2 separate regions of the Sus scrofa genome follow, and region 2 is linked to region 1. A link is a contact called in public HiChIP or PLAC-seq data. All regions are on one chromosome and are shown on one strand. Each heading gives the region's core, a stretch centred on a gene start, on an enhancer-like site or on the middle of the called end of the contact. The rest is flanking DNA. Distances are from core to core; before and after follow the strand shown. Region 1 holds the start of PPP1R9A (neurabin-1). Region 2 holds the start of PON2 (paraoxonase 2).

Region 1 (5,495 bases), core at 2,012-4,511:
CTTCTCGGAAATGATGGCACCGGGGGAATCGGTGTTCTCAAATACTGCACTCAGTTGACTCACAGTTGGGGAGACAGCCTCTGTCCGGGAGCTAAGGCTGTCCAAGGAATCGGTACTGCCTCTGTTGGACTTGGAACCACCCCACTCCTCCGGAGGTTCACCCCCTCCAGCTTTCTCTTTCTTTGGGGAATAGCGGTTGTTTTGTCCTGACTCATGCACACTTCTCTCAAACATCTTGCGAGTTTCTGTGAACTTAGAATATGAAGGGCCATCGTACATTGTATCAAATCTACTAATTCGTTCTGAAACAGAGGACTCCAACTTAACAACTGAGCCATCTGTTTTTTCCAGAAATTCTTTGGGCTTCATTCTTCTCTGGGGGGATGAAGGTCCACCCTTCCCCCTTGTTTTGGCAATGACTGCGGCATTCTCACTGGGTTCCATACCCATCTGCATAAACAGATTTTTAATTCTGTTGACATTGGAGCCATATTTCCGTCCCCTGCTCTGCTGGGAACCCTCACCTTCTTTTGCTTTTTGTTCCCCATCGGACTTGGGTTTGTCAAAGGTACTTTTCAGTGCCTGGAACTCAGTTCTATATGCATTCCTGTGAGGAGAGGCACTTCTGAGAGTGGTACGTTCACCTGAAGATTCGGTTTTCAACATTTTTACTTCAGGGGTGAAAAACCAATGTTCATAATGATCAGGGGGGAAAAAAAACAGAAAACCTCTCTTCTCTAATCACCAGTATTTGGTCAAGAAAAAGTACCTCTCAAATGGCATACTGTGTCAGTAATCCTCCCAACAGGTGTATTAGGAAATTATTCAGTCAAGAGTTACACAAAATGGCTTTTTCAAAGCAAGACTAGAGGTTCATCTGTAACAGAAAAGAATGAATTTCTGAATTCATTTACTTAATTTATGTTTAGTCAACTAATATACACTTTTAAGTGGCTTAACTCCATGTCGAAGAGAAGAAATTACTTATTTAAATGAGAATTTGAAAGCCAAGAATTCAAAAGTTCTAACTCATTGGTCTTTAGTAACAAAATTGTTTCAAGCATAACTTGAGGCCCCTACCAAAATCACACACATACACACATACCAGTGACACATAAGTACACTTGACAGCAATATTTTAGCCCAAGTTTTGGTTAGTTTTGAGAATGACCTTCAAAGAAACCAGCAGTTCCTGGCTCTTTAAATCATCAAACCGACTCAGAAAAATGAAATCCATTTGACATTCTCCACATCAGGAAGAACTTATTCTTCCTGTACAAGTACAATTGAAAGTTTGGAATCTATGTTTACACACTCCGAAACACACCTACAGAGACTTTATTTCACTCTTTCTAGTCCAATATTCTCATCTACAGCATCCTCAAAGCAACACTTTCAGATAAAAACAAACAGAAGAAAGTTCTTACATGACAGTAAGTTTCACTCCAAGTTCAGAACCAAAGCAAATATTTGGAAGTTTCATAAAAGTGAACATTATTAATTACAGCGTGGGATATAGAATATCATGGGAATAAATGCACGAGAATGTGACGATCAGAAAATAAACAGACCATGAAACCTCTTTTCATAGCCCTGATTTTTTTTTTTTTTTTATTATTATACTTGCCTCTAACTTACTACAAGCTCAAAACACAACGCCATGCATACTTGCTGGTCTCCTCTAGCCCACAGCTGGATTTTACATCAACATGCCAGCAATCAAATACTTCAAGATCCGCTGAGGTGCAGACAACACAGTTCTAAAGATTTTTTCATTTATTCATTTTGTTTTTGTTTTGCTTTATTTTTTAATATTAGGCCGAGCCCTATCACTCTCACGCACCAGCAGATGAGGGAGCGCACAGTTTCACAGTCTCCAAACTCGGCTCCTGGCCCAGCAAGCATGCATGGCCCATGCAGACAAACAAGAAAGGCTTCAGAGTGTGGTGCCTGGGGTTTTTGTTGTTGTTGTTGTTGTTATTATTATTTTTGGTCAAGCATCGACAATCTCCCTCTACCCTGACATTTGTTTTGGCCTTACACACCATCCCCTCCCCCCCTACACACACCCTACTCCCTCCCCCGCCAATTTGAACCCGAGGGGGCGGGGGCGGGGGCGATGGGGCCGCCGAGGGATTCAAAACCTGCCCTCACGAAAGACAAACATAAATAACACCAACTTGAGAGGCAGCGGATTCCCAAGCCTGGTTCGGGACGCAATCCCTCGGCCCCGGGCAGGGGCAGGGCCGGGAGAGCAGGTGACGCCAAGCGCTATGGTAGGAGGTCGCAGTCTAGCTTTGTGCCAGGAAGCACCTGAAGTCCTAACACACTGGCTGCGGCTCCCAGCGGCTGCCAGGCGGATCCCAGTGTGGCACGGGGAGAGCCGAGCTCCCTGGCCACATTTAAAAAAGGAGAAGAAAAAAATGACAGGGTAGTGCTAATAAATCCCTTTGTTTTTCCTCACAGAGTGCCAGGAAACAATAGATCCCACAGATCATGCCTCCGATCCTCAGCCTACCGCTCCCCCACCGCTACCCACCCCCACCCTCAGCCTGCAACTCAGCCTTTGTACATCGCGATTCTCTCCCTCCTCATCTCCACCCTCCCCAACTCCTCGCCCCGCGCTCAGCCTCCCCCTTACCCGAGCGGGAGCCGCCGCCGGCGGGGAGGGTCGGGCGGCCGAGGCTCCCACCCCCTCCTCTGAGGCGCCCCCCCGCCCCACCGCGGTCGCCGCTCAGCTCGGCGCCGGCCCGCTCGCTGCCCCTCCGCCCGCTCCTCACGGCGCAGCGCGGCGGGCGGCTGCGGCGGCCGCTTCCACTTATGCTGCGGCCCCTACGCGCGCCGGGCCGGCGGCGGGAGGCCCCGGGAGGCGTGCTGCGCTCCCCAACGCCATGGCGGGCGGGCGGCGGCCCGGGCCCCAACGCGCTCGCCCGCTCCGGCCGGCCTGAGGCTGGGAGCCCGGCCCGGGCAGGGGCTTCGCCCACGTGCGGCCGCCCGCGCCTGGCCGTTGGGTTGGCGGGGGAGCCGGGGTGTGATGGCGGGAGAGGCCCGGGGTGGGGGGTGAGGAAGGCCCGGGGTAACAGGTGCCTCACCTCGGCTGATGGGATTAACTCTAGGGCCGCAGAGAGAGGGAGCCCGGCAGCAAAATCCCAGGAGAGGGAGAGAGAGGGAGCCTCTGGCGGCCAACGGAGGGCGAAAAGCACCGGCCCGAGGCGAGGCCGCCCCACCCCCTCGGCCGTGGGCGAGGGGCCCCTCAGGCCTGGGGCAAGCCCTGCCCTTCAGCCCTGGTCTAGGTTCCGCGAGAATTGGGTTTAGGGGCTACAGCTGCCGGGGCCACGCGAACTGTGCTGTTAACTCGCAGACCCCAGAGTATCTGGAACCCTGGGATGTGCTCCTGGCCTGGAAGGCCAACACCTAGGCCCAGGTCCATTGTGGCCTTCACCTAGGACAATGCTCCCCATAATACCCATCTTGACCTTAAGGCTCCACCGCTAAAGGAAAATATGCGGAAATCTGACTTTTTTGTCAGGAATTTTTCAGATGCTTTCGCCCAACCCCACCCTTTTATAAATACTCAGGACCCCCACCTTTCCCCATCAAAAATACCAGAAGTGTTACAATGCAAAATATCAAAGTGATCATAACTGTCAATATAGACCTTTAAACCAATCCTCCAAAAAGCTCTATGGAGTAGAAACTCTCAGGATAATTTTTCAAGATGGTAAAAATATTTTCGAATAGAAACATAAAATGAAAAATGTGTCCAAAATGTTATTTGACTCATCAATTAGGGAGGGAACACCAAGAGAATGTGAAGAACAAATCTTTATGGAAAATCAGAAAAGAGACAAAACCAGTTAATAAGACAATAAATGTAATATTTTGAACTAGTTCCTAATCAACTGGATCTCTAAGGAACAAAACCATTTTTCATATCTACAGATAAGAACCATTTACATTATCATTAAGTTCCTACGGCTTAAAGAGTAAAAAGCCTGGTCAAAGGCAGGCAAATGTGCAAACTATTGTAGAACCACACAACTCCAGCGTGCTGTGGATAACATCTAGCATTCCATTGAAAGGACACCCAATAATCTTTTGCCCGTTTCAAAGTCTTACATTAATTTCCCCAACAGAATTATTATTATCTATATTTTACAGGTGGGAAAACTGAGCTTTAGGTTCTATAATTTACCTACAGCTACATCGCTAGTGAATGATTACTGCTGCGTATGAACTCCAGCAAGTCTATACACGCAATCTACACTCTGGAAGCAACATCTTTTCTCGCTTAATTTCAAAAGGGCTTTGTAGCTACTCAATTCTATGTATCTCTTATTTTGAACAGTGGAATTTTTTCTTTTCTTCAAGCCTCACCAAATTCTGGGTGCTTTCCCAAAAAATTGGCATTCTGTGTCTATGATGTGGATGTCACTTCTATAAGCATAAACAGATGTAACAGGCAATGTGAGGGGGCTGTGGTTCCAGTCTCCACTTTTGGAAAGAACATTTGTGCTGTCTGGGGTAATTTAGTGGAAAAGTTCCTGTCATTTATTTGCAGTGTGGAAACCATGTTTTTTAAGAGAATAACCTAAATAAATCCAAGAACCTAATCACTGAGTTCTATCTGTAGAAGAGGGGGCAGAGTTGGCAACAAAACCAGTCTTACACCTCTTTACAAAAAGATGATTCATACAGAAAAGCAGACTAAAGAATTTGGTTGGTTTGGGTTTCTTCCTTTCTTTTCTTTCTTTCTTTCTTTTCTTTCTTTTTTTTTTTTTTTAATGTGAATCTTCTGGAAAAATTCCTACTGAAAGTATGAAAGACAGAGTTTTTAAAACATAATTTCTGATAATTTTGGATTCCTGGATTGCCTATAATCTACCGTCCATTTCTAACACTTCTCTGAATGTTTGAAGAGACTATTAGACCAGTACTAACTAATCCAATATATATGGTTATTTAAATTAATTTAAATCAAATACAATTTAAAATTAAGTTCCTCAGGATGTCCCATTGTGGCTCTGTGATTACAAACCCAACTAGTATCCATGAGGATGCAGTTTCAGTCCTTGACCTTGTTCAGAGGGTTAAGGATCCAGTGTTGCCATGAGCTGTGGTGTAGGTTACTTAGGAACCAGGTAGAGTTCCCATTGTGGCTCATTGGAGACAAACCTGACAATTTTCCATGAGGATGCGGGTTTGTTCCCTGGCCTCACTCGGTGGATTAAAGATCCCTGAGCTGTGGTGTAGGTCGCAGATGCAACTCGGATGGTATATTTCTGAGGCTGTGTCATAGGCCAGCAGCTGCAGCTCTGATTCCACCCCTAGCCTGGGAACTTCCATATGCCACAGGTGTGACCCTAAATAAATAATAAAATTAAATTCCTTAGTCCCCCTAGCCACATGTGAAAGGCTTAGTAGCTACATGTGCCTAGTGGCTACCATATTGAACAGTATAGATACAGAACATTTTCATCACAGAAATTTCTATT
Region 2 (5,522 bases), core at 1,438-3,937, 420 kb before region 1:
ATCAAGAAACTAGGTTTCTGATTTCCAAATAAGAAAATCTCTCTCTTCCTCATTTACATGTGAGAAAAGGTCATTCCTAGCCCTGGCATGGTGGTAGGATGGGCATAAGGATAGGTCTATTTTTGCAGAAGTTTCTTCAAGAGCAACACTCAGAAGGAGGAAGAGTAATGGAGCTAGAGTACGCTTCACACAGACTGTGGGGGGATTAGGAGATCAAGTCTGAGGGAAATTTCTGGTTGAGTTAATAAAATTAAACTGAGGGTTCACCAGAATTCTCTGAGATTGAGGTTTGGTAGGTTTTGCTAGACTTGCAAACCTGGTTATTTTCCATAAATGTCCCCATCCTAAACCCCAGGGCATTGCTCCCCTGGGCTGCCAAGATGGTGAGTCATCTTGCATTGAGAGCTATCAGTGGCTATCTCAGGGCTTTTTATTTCTCTTCTCTTGTTATTTCAAAAGACATGAGGACAAGCCTAGGCTTAGTGAGAGGCACTGGTAGGATCAATTAGTGATGTCTGTCATGGGCAAGGGAAGAGGAGGGAGTCAGCACAAGAGCTGTGTTTTGCTATCCTGAGTGCATCCTAAAAGAAACAAATCTGCATTCCTTTCATTTCAGCGGAAAGCAAGCTGAATTTTTTAAAGCCTGGAAACAGCAAAAAGGGAAACAGGGAGTTCCCATCGTGGCTCAGTGGTTAACGAATCCGACTAGGAATCATGAGGTTGCAGGTTTGATCCCTGGCCTTGCTCAGTGGGTTGAGGATCCGGCATTGCTGTGGGCTGTGGTGTAGGTGGCAGACGCGGCTTGGATCCTGCGTTGCTGTGGCTCTGGCATAAGCCAGCAGCTACAGCTCCGATTGGACCCCTAGCCTGGGAGCCTCCATGTGCTGCAGGTGCGGCCGTAAAAAAAAAAAGGACAAAAAGAAAAGGAAAAAAAAAAAAAAAGGGAAACAGCATACAATAAGGTACTCTTATTTACAATTTATGGTTTCCTCTTTTTGTAAAACAAGTGGAAGAAAGAGGAGCCTAGCTCCTGATCTGGAGTCCATGAGGCATAGTTTTATATTCTAGTCACTATCCCAAATCCTTGGAATAAGACTCTCAAACCTAAGACAGAAGCTCTGGCAATAGACCCAGGCCCTCTCTTTTTTAGGTCCTCACTCTAAATTCTGATTTCATATAAGAGATTCTTCTCTTCTCTCAAGACTGACATTAAAAACACCCCTAGAGAAGAGATCCCACTCATACCTACCCAGTCACAGGGTAACTATGGTGGAATTCTTAAGCAAAGTGGTCCATGGATAGAATTCCTGAGGGGCTATGACTTTGAATAATGAGGAAAAAATCTTGATTTCTAATGGAATTTAGCATCTCCCTCAATTATGAAAGTAGAAAACAGACCTCAAAAGCATTAGCAATACTTGTGACTTTGTTACTATTGTAAATAAGAGTTATTTTCTTTATTTCATTACAGTGTTGCAGATGTCCTGAAATAACATTTATGCTCATCACTGTTTGAAAGAATGGTATTAGATCTTGTGATTTAAAGTGTTAATAATGCAGCACACATTACACTACTATATTACTGCACAAACATGAGAATATTTGACAATTGCATTTGAATGTAATTGGTCTCCTTTGCCATCCCATGCGTTTTACTGTATGTACTTATAAATGTTACTCTGAGAAGGCATCTATAGGTTCACTGCCAGAGGGGTCCATAACACAAGAAAAGGTAAACCTCCTGAGCTTTCGAAGAACAACTATTTAGTTCTCTGTCTGCCATGGAATATAAACTAAAATCCCTCAAGACTGAATCAGACATGCACATACCGAAACAGAGGGGTCTTCCCTCGCTCCCTCCTCCCCTGTGCAGAGAGGGTGTGAATCTGGCATCTGTTTTTATTTATTGGTTGTTAATAACATTGATGTTTGTTGAAAACTGGCAATTGTGACCGTTTCTGCCTACATACTGTAGGGTGGAAATTAAGCGCTGGTAACCATCAGAAGCTTATTGCAGCTATACTCACTTACTGTAACTATCTCAATCTTAATGGGGAAGCTTCCTTTTTATAGTTTTTTTCTTCCTTTATGCATGTTATGGGTTTTTTTTTTTTTAAGTTTTGTTTGGTTTTTGCTCTTACTCCCATAAACTGAGTTTAGATCAAAACAGTGTCCAGAAGTGTTCAGACTTTTAGATCTCTTGTCTAGCGAGGCATTACTTAAAAACACGGTGTTCTCAGCTACATCCTGTTATAAAAAAGCAGTGACTCCAACGTGATGTATTTACAAGACATGACCGAGTATCTTTTCCTGTAATTAAAAAAAAAAAATCTTCATAACTGCCTGCCGGAAGATTCTGACAGATCGACAACATAAGGGAATGTCTTTGAAGATTAGAGAACTGAGAAGGCCTGTGTACTACTTCAGATTCCTGCTGGGTAGTCTGTTTGCAAAAGGAGATGAAGGACTTCATTGTGTCACAATCTTGGCTTAACCTGGGCGGGAAGGTGTCAGAAGAGTAGTTTAGTGGCGACAAAGGCCAAGGGCTGGGCCGAGGGCGGGGCTGCCGCGGCCCGCGATCAGGAGCCAGCCGGGCTCGCGGACCTCGGGGCGGAGCGCGGCCCGCGCGCTGGAGCCGGACGGCGGGCGCCGCCCACAGTGCTCCCGGGCCGGGCCGAGCGAGGCCATGGGGCGGTTGCTGGCTCTGAGCTTGCTGGGGATAGCGCTGGCGCTCCTGGGCGAGAGGCTCCTGGCGCTCAGGTAGGTGGGGCTCCCTGGGGTCCCTGCTCGAGGTGGCCGGGGTGCGGGCGAGCGGGGACACTCGCGGCCGGGGAGGAACTCTGCACCGCGCTGCTCCCCCTCCCCGCGGGTCGCCTCCACCCCACCCCCAGCTGCCAGCAAAACCCTGCACCGTTTGGGCTGAATCGCGAGACTTCCTAAAAAGTTTACCAGCCTTGGCTGTTCACAAAGTTCTTTTCTCCCCAGGCTGAAGAAGCGAGTTCTTTGGAGTTTACTCGAGGGCAAACCCTGTACTTTAACTTGAAAACAAAACTGTGACTCATGCACTGAAACTTTAATTATAAAGATTTCTTTCAGGTCACTGGTGCCGCTTCTCTTTGTTGCTCCAACCAGCCTCGGTCTTTAACAGAGTTGTTCTCCATCCCTCTCCTGCAGAGTTAGAGAAACTCTTCCGCTGCTCTCTAATCTTGGCGCAGTAGATCAAAGATACCCGAGATACTCAGCTAGTGACCTTACATCACTTCCGTATTTATCTTTTGGCCGGGAACCCTGAGGCTAGAATGCCAAACAGGACACGCCTAGTCCATCTCACATCTTCGGTATAATGAAGAAAACTCGGGGAGGCAGACGTCATAGTCTCCGAATTATCAACTCAAATTTTATAAGCTTCTAGGCGAAAGAATTCTAGAAATGCTGAGTGCTTAATCTATACCATGCTCTCTTGGGCTCCTGTAATCTAGTAAGTCACCGTCCTTACCCTTAAAAAGTTCATCCGATTATAGGGCAGAAGAGAAATAAAACAAATAGATAAATTAGGATGTTCAGGACAGGTACAAACCAATCCCTACAGGCTTGAGGAAGAGTTACAGTTCCTGAAGGTGGAGTTCAGGAGGAAGGGACTTTTGACATTGTCCTTGCGGGATGGGTGAAACAGATAGGAATTGTGCCTCAACAAAGGGAATGAGGTAGGGACTTTTAGATTTGAGGAGAGCAGAAAGTTAAGTGATGAGAATAGTACGGGTAGGGGAAGGATGGGGTTTGAGGTGGTTAAATATATGTTGGAAAATTGGGGCCTGCTTTGATAGGCAGAGCGGAACTATTTATTGTGTGTTCTATTTTTTAAACAGGTACCTGTTGAAACCATCTAAAGCATAACCAGTTGGGCTGTGTAGAGATGGCCTGGGAGGCTGGATTAGAGCAGAGTGGTGGTTCTCATGCTAACTGGGCTGCACTCCCAGCAATTCTGATTCTGTCCATCTGGGTGGGGCCCAGGCCTGAGTATTTTTCATTTTTAAAAATTCTCCTGATAATTCTAATATACAGTTAGAGCTGACAAGTACCAGTATAGAGGGCAAATAGACATGGGGATACTAGTTAAAGAACAGGAATTTTGGAGAGAATCACAGAGGCCTTAACTCTGAAACTCCAGGGATAAAGGGTAAGTCAAAGGCGATACTGGAGTTTCCGTCTCTGCGTCTTAGCCGTAGTTTCATCTGCTGATAAAAGTGCCAGGAGGAGGAACAGTGTCTAAGCAGCAGGAACAGTCAGAGTTGGAAGAGGAACATTTACTGGAAAGAAATAGACATCTTGAGCTTATTTGTGTGTTATGTAAATGACCTTCCTGCTTTGCAGAACATTTTTGAGTTGGATGATTTTGTATGATCTGTCTGTCCAGCTCTTGGTTTCAAAAGCAAGACCACTAAATTCTCAAGTTCATTAAATTGTCCCTAAAGTTCAAACCACTAATGTTTCTATGAGTTGACATTTTGTCAATTACCAGTCAATTCTTTCTTATTAATCTTAAGATTTTAAATTTAAGTCCTTATAAGTCACAAATGCAGTTGCAAACCTAAGAAAAAATAAATGAAGCTTATTTACATAGAATGCACATGGTAGGCAATTTAAAATTTAATGCATCTTTTCTTTACGAAGACAACTATAATAAACTTTATTGAGCAGTGACTTCATAGGGTAGTAACTTCACTGGACAGTTGATGCCTCTTATTGGCTGATGTGAGAAAGTTGGGATGAATGTTGGGTGGCTAGAAAGGCAGATAAAAATGCAGGACACCCAGTTAAATTTGAATATCAGATAAACAACCAATAATTTTTTAGTATAAGCATATGCCATGCAATACTTTGGACATAATTATACTAAAATATAATTCATTATTTATCTGAAGTTCAAATTTAACTGGGCATCTTACATTTTATCTGGCAATCCTATAATTGTAGAATATCAAGTACCTGCTGTTTATGAAGTTTGGCGAAGTGCTCAAATGCATAGCAGTTCTCCTTTCAGACCCTTATAGTATTTTGAAAACCAGCATGCTCCACATAAAAAAAGGCTCTTCAAAAGTAGGTTTTTGGTTTGTTTTTTTCCCACATTTGGTGTCTTCTACTCATTATTTTATTTTTAGAGATAGCACTTTGGCACTCAAGTTATTTCTCTTCCTGCCAGGGTGCCCACTTAAATTTTAACTTGGATTCCAGATAAATGATGAATAATTTTTTAGTATGAGTATGGCCTGGATGAATAAATGGAAGCAAAATTGTCTCTTTCCTTCTGAACTGTAACTGGCTAAGGTTCCCAGGGCAGAATGGCATATCACACTCAACTTTTCCACTCTTCCCTAGCTGAGGAATAAAGGGGAAAATAGAAATACACAAATAAACCCAGGCCAGTAGTCCCTGTTTCAAAGCACACACCCTTGAATGAATCATGAGACTTGAGTACATCAGAGACCTATGCCTGAGAAGGAACCCCGAAACAAGCATCTGAA

Evidence for each region. HiChIP or PLAC-seq counts read pairs in DNA pulled down with a chosen protein or histone mark.
Region 2: an H3K27ac HiChIP or PLAC-seq map of skeletal muscle shows a contact between it and region 1, with 3 times the contacts expected there. The contact joins the promoter of PON2 here to the promoter of PPP1R9A in region 1. A contact is called at or near these places in 1 of 5 promoter capture datasets (fetal liver) and 1 of 2 datasets of contacts at active chromatin or transcription factors (skeletal muscle).

What each region holds. Positions count from the first base shown.
Region 1 is chr9:74,633,051-74,638,545 of Sscrofa11.1, reverse strand. PPP1R9A (neurabin-1) reads right to left here and starts at 3,261. Exons shown (of 19, transcript XM_021063384.1): 1 at 3,093-3,261; 2 at 1-877. The coding sequence starts at 666.
Region 2 is chr9:75,048,515-75,054,036 of Sscrofa11.1, reverse strand. It overlaps PON2 (paraoxonase 2), which reads left to right and starts at 2,687. Exons shown (of 9, transcript NM_001123223.1): 1 at 2,687-2,760. The coding sequence starts at 2,687.